2 separate regions of the Canis lupus genome follow, and region 2 is linked to region 1. A link is a contact called in public Hi-C data. All regions are on one chromosome and are shown on one strand. Each heading gives the region's core, a stretch centred on a gene start, on an enhancer-like site or on the middle of the called end of the contact. The rest is flanking DNA. Distances are from core to core; before and after follow the strand shown. Region 1 holds the start of SP100 (nuclear autoantigen Sp-100). Region 2 holds the start of PSMD1 (26S proteasome non-ATPase regulatory subunit 1).

Region 1 (2,700 bases), core at 16-2,515:
GGCCCCATAGGAATGGCTCCAACCCTCCTTCAGGCCAGGAGCAGCCAAAGGTGGCACGGCCAACCCCACGAGGGCCACCCGCGGGTGCCCCCACCCCGCCAGCTGCCTATCTCAGCAACCCTATGCAGACCCACTGAAGAGCTGGCACGTTTATGACAACATCTGGCACGGTGGTGGCCTGGCTCAGGCTGCTGCCCAGGGACAGAGAAGGAGAGAGGCAGGGGACACTAGAAAAGGCTGGTGTCATCTGTGTCGGGCCTTGTCTGGGCCACATATCCCATGGAGGCCCAACAGTGGCTCAGCTTACTAGTCCTTCTAGTCATGAGAGGGAGGGAGAGAGGGGCAGAGAGACCCGCGCCCCATGGGTAAGGATGTCCTTATCAGCATCCTGGAATCCTCGCCAGGCTGATGTTGGCGCCTTTGTGGGGAAAGACAGGATATCTAAGGAAAGAGGGTGGAAACCTCCTTCCCCTGCAGTTTCAAGTGTAATTGAGTCAAGCTTTGTGGAATGAGCACTCGGAATCCCAGTGAGAAATCCATGGACAGACAGGACTCGGAGGCAGAGGTCACCCTCCCCACTGGGCTCACCTGCCCATTTGCTTCCCGGTCTTCTCAGTTCCAGCCTCCTCCATCCAAGGGAGGAAGCCTGCCCTGCTCAGCATTCCCAGGACTCCTTTTCGGGTGTCTCATCATCCCTGGGGTCAGGGTACCTTAAACTCATGTGCTGGAGATGTTAACCAACGTCACCCCCTTGGCTGTGGCCTTGCAGACTTCTCTCTTAACCTGCAGTGGAGTTCTAGGAACAGTAAGAACATTTCCCCAGGTATATGATGCTGAGCGTTTGGGCTCCCTGCAGCCCCGTGTTCCCATGCTGGGACCTTACCCAGTGCAGGCTCTCCCACAGGAAGGGAGAAGACAAGAATCTTCCGACTCTCCCTCCTTTCGCCCCCCAGCCATGTCAGCCAGGGGAAGGGACAAACACTAAGCTCCCCACTGCCCACCCCATTACACTCAGAAGCCCTTTTAGACAGAAAGGCAGGAGCACTTGAGGACACACAGATGTTTCTGTGTCCAACAAGTGGACCCCAGGGACTGGCCCCGGCCTCTCCAGGCCCTGAGGAGTCCCTCCTCGCCCTCTATGCCTGCTGGCACAAGTCTTGGGGCCTGAGAACCATGGAGGAGCTGCAGGAAGGAAACCCTATCTGCCCAGCAAAAGAGAGATACTTTCACTTCTCTTTTCCCAACCTGGGCGGAGCTCTGTGTGCCTGAGTCAATTCACAAACTTCCTGCTCTGGGCTTAGCAGCCACCGTGAACCAGGCCGCCCCAAAGCAGGGTCCGAAGGCCATACTTGAGGCCCAGGCGGGGGCCCAGGGGGGCCCAGAGTGGAAACATGGCCGATGGGGAAAGAGACCTCAGTTCCAGGTCAGTCTTGATCTCTTTCCCTCTCATCCCTCCCTCTTTCTGGCTGGGGGCTGCTTCACTGTCTTTCTAAAGAGTCCAAAGTTGAGACCCTAAAACAAAATCTGGACTTTAGACCCGGTCTACAAGAATGCTGGCTTGCGGTATAATAAAGTGCTGGAAGAGGTCATGAGGGAATCAGGGGCTGGGGTCAGCTCACGACCACGCCACACGCAGGACTTTCTGGTTTTGCAACGCTGCTCAGCTGGAGGCCCTCTCCTCTCTGAGGCTTGCCAGAGGGATTTGTTGTCTCCTCCTCATGACCTCTGAACTTTCTACTTTCCCTCAGGCCTCCTCTACCTTCGTGAGTCACTTCAGAAAAGGTCACATTGAGAAAATAGGCCGTGCAGAGTAAACACACTTGACTTCTGCTCAAACGCTGGGTGCTGTGGTCTCAACACCTGTCCTGTGAACGGGCCTCCATCATCGGCTCGGGCCCTGCTTCTATCTCTGGCTGGGGGTCTGGGTTTTTCCTCATCATCTTGACCAAAGGAAGTAAAGAAAAGAGAAAGGCTCCTGACCACCAAAGTATGTAGCGCAGGCTCAGGATTTTTATCTTTACTACGATTTTTTGTTGTTCTGGAAGGGGGTGGAAAGCCTATCTAGTTCTCTAGTGATGGGTCAGAGATAATATTACTATTTTGATCAATTTATTGTTTAATAGAAAAGAAATACATTATATATTCTTGCTCAGCAAATTGTATTTTTTTTTCTCAGCAAATTTTAAACAAAATGGAAATTATATAGAGGGAAAAACATCCTGTTTACCACCTACCCCGCCACCACTTCTAACCTGGGTCCTATTAAGTGTTTCCGGCATAAACTTTCAGATCTTTTTCTGTGCATTTATAGGTGTAGCTTATTTCCCTAAATAAGCACTTTGTGCCTTGGCTTTTTTTTTTTTTTTAATAAATGGGATTATATTGTATATGCTATTTTACATTTTTCATTTTATCTTATTTTAATAGTGAAAATTCTAGAGATCACCTTAATATATGTCTACTTCATTCTTTTTAAGAGCCACATGCTTTTCCATAGAATAGATACACCACAATTTTTAAGTCATCCTGCAGTGTCCATTGACGGACATTTAGGTCATCTTCAGTTGTTCACTTTGTCAAGAAACTATGATATGAATCATCGATTTCCTTATATTTGTGTACATTTACAAGTATTTGTCTCATGTCAGCAACCAAAAAAAGTAGAATCGGGGAGGCAAAGGTTACTAATATTTACTTGTT
Region 2 (2,828 bases), core at 184-2,683, 460 kb after region 1:
GCCTGGGTGGCTCAGTTGGTGGGGTGTCTGCCTTCAGCTCAGATCAGGATCCTGGGGTCTTGGGGTTAAGTCCCATGTCAGGCTCCCCCCCTCTCGCTACCCTTTCCCCCACTGTGCTCACTCTCTCAAATAAATAAAATCTTGAAATAGAAAAAGAAAAGAAAAAAACCAAAAACCTGTTGCTCTGGGGGGAAAGAACTAGACTGGTGGAAGACAAGAATGGGAAGCTTTTCTTTTTCCTTTGGAACACTTTCACTGTGTATCTTTTCACACTTCTTTTTTTATTTATTTTTAAAGGGTTTTACTTATTTATTCACAAGACACTAGAGAGAGAGAGAGAGGCAGAAGCAGGCTTCATGCAGGGAGCTGGATGTGGGACTCCATCCTCAGTCCCCAGGATCACTCCTTGGGCTGAAGGCGGCGCTAGACCGCTGAGCCACCCAGGTGTCCCTGCCCCACACCTTTTTTTCTTTTTCTTCTTCTTTTTTTTAAATAAATTTATTTTTTTATTGGTGTTCAATTTGCCAACAAATAGAATAACACCCAGTGCTCATCCCATCAAGTGCGCCCCTCAGTGCCCACATCTCTTTCAAACAACATACAATACTAATTCAGTACTAACTATTCCAAATGTTAAAAAAAAATTCTAAAACAAACAAAAAATAAAAATAAATAAAAATAAATAAAAATAAATTCTTTCAATTTTATTATAAATCAGTGATTACTTAGCGATTCATTATGATAAAACATTTGAGGATTTCTTTTGAAAGTGTGTTCTGCTTTTTTAAAAACGTCGAAACTCATTTTTCTTTTCTTTTTTTTTGTAAAGATTTTATTTATGTATTCAAGAAGAAACAGAGAGAGGCAGAGAGGGAAGCAGGCTCCATGCAGGGAGCCCAAAGCGGGACTCGATCCCGGGTCTCCAGGGTCACGCCCTGGGCCAAAGGCGGCCCTAAGCCGCCGAACCACCCAGGGATCTCCCAAAACACACTTTTCTAACAAAATGCCCTTTGCATTGTTCCTACCCCCAAAAGTTTGGCTGGAGCTGGGAGAGGGAGGAGGATGAGGGCCGGGGAGGGCGGGGGCATAACTACGGAGAGTCCGCCCAAGCAGCAGGTGGCGCTGCGAGCACCGCGAGCCCCTGCCCGCAACACCCTTGCTCTGAGCAATGGCGGGTGATAATGGGGTCCTCTCTCTGGGGGTGGCTATTCTGAAGCCCGATCGCAGGTGCCCAGCAGTGTTCGCGCCGCAGCGGGAGCGCTGAACCTCGAGGAGGGTAAGAGAAAACATGACGCTCTCCGCGCACCCCGCGGCGAGGGCCGGGGCGGCGGCGGCGGCGGCGGCGCGGAAAACCGCAGGCCGCGGCGGGGAGAGTTCGCGCCGAGCGGCAGGCGGAGCGGCGGGCAGCCCCGCGGCGGGCGGGGTCCTGGGAGAGACGCGAGCCGGCGGCCTGAGGAGGCGACTGACTGAGCAGCGCACCGGGGAGCGGGAGGCGCGGCGGAGCCCACGGGCCGGGAGCTGACAGACACACGGCGCGGCCGGGACGGCGAGCGAGCGGGCGGGCTCGTGCGGGACGCAGCCATGATCACTTCAGCTGGTGAGTGCGCCCGCCGCCGGCGCCCAAAGGGAGGAGCCGCCACGCCGGCTTTTAGCTGAGTCAGGGCCGGTGACTGGGCACCTCCCGGCGGAGCGCCGGCCTGCGCGGCCCCTCGCTGCCCGCCGCGCACCCCCGGGCCCGGGGGCTGCCTGTGTGGGCCGGCCTCCCCGAGGGCCCCGGCGGTCACCTCCGGCCGGGACGTGCCGCCCACCCGCAGCGCGTCCCACCCGCGGTCACACCCCCGCGCCCGCGCCCGCGCCCGAGGGGCTCCTGGGCCCTTTTCCGCCCCCGGGGGGTGGGGGGGCTCCCTCGATCCTGTCGCTTCCGAGTTTGGCGCCGGGGGATCGTGTGATCCCAGCGCTTCCCCGCAGGTGGGTGGGGGGGTGGGGGGGGCGGCAGCCTCACTACTCTGTAGGCGCCCGGACCTAACCCCAGCTCCGTTCTCCTTGGGGTCCAGTCTGAAGCGCACTCGAGGCGGGGTGTTTCTCGGGGTGCTCCGCTAGTGTTCAGCTCGAGCGCCCAGACAGCCCCCCGGAGCCTGCTTGATACTGATAACCTGTCTGTGGATCGGAGACTAGGTACTCGGTAAAGACTTCTGCATTGAGGGAAGAATTCTTGGGCGTGCGGTGCAAGTTGCAACGCTTCACCGTTGCCTCTGTAGGCTCGGGTGATGGCCTTGAAATGCCAGGAGCTGTGAAGATAGGCCCCCACCCACCCACCACCCACCACCCACCACCCACCGCAGAGTCATTTGCATATAGCTGTCCACAGCCTTAGTGGTTTGATTTTTTTTTTCTTACCTGCTCTCTCTCTCTCTCTCTCTCTCTCTCTCTCACACACACACACACACACACACACATCCTTTCCTCGTCCTGTGTTATCTAGGTTTGTCCACAAGTGTTTTGCTGTAAACAGGCTAGCGGTCAAACTGACTTGTTAAGGAGGAGCTCAAACCCATATATCTGTGGAGGATTGCTTGACCCTAGAAACCTAGAAGTTACCTTCAGAGATTTCCGAGAGCTGTCACCTGTACCTGGAATTAGACTTTTGTCCCCAAGCGATGCAAATGAAGTGAATTTTAGCTCAAAGAGGACAGAGTTTTTCCAGTCATTGCTCCCGAAAGGTAACGTTTCTTGCCACTTGTAAATGTAGGCGTCCTTCTGTTTCACATCCATCCAATGCCACGGCTTCTTCTTATCCCAAGCCATCTTTTATCTTTTGTCTGGGTTAC

The links. A called contact is a pair of places that touch in the nucleus more often than the background predicts.
Region 2: a Hi-C map of blood shows a contact between it and region 1, with 3 times the contacts expected there. The contact joins the promoter of PSMD1 here to the promoter of SP100 in region 1. A contact is called at or near these places in 2 of 9 Hi-C or Micro-C datasets (blood and skin fibroblasts).

What each region holds. Positions count from the first base shown.
Region 1 is chr25:42,720,892-42,723,591 of UU_Cfam_GSD_1.0, forward strand. It overlaps SP100 (nuclear autoantigen Sp-100), which reads left to right and starts at 1,266. Exons shown (of 29, transcript XM_038574098.1): 1 at 1,266-1,423. The coding sequence starts at 1,392.
Region 2 is chr25:43,185,670-43,188,497 of UU_Cfam_GSD_1.0, forward strand. It overlaps PSMD1 (26S proteasome non-ATPase regulatory subunit 1), which reads left to right and starts at 1,434. Exons shown (of 25, transcript XM_038574162.1): 1 at 1,434-1,597. The coding sequence starts at 1,582.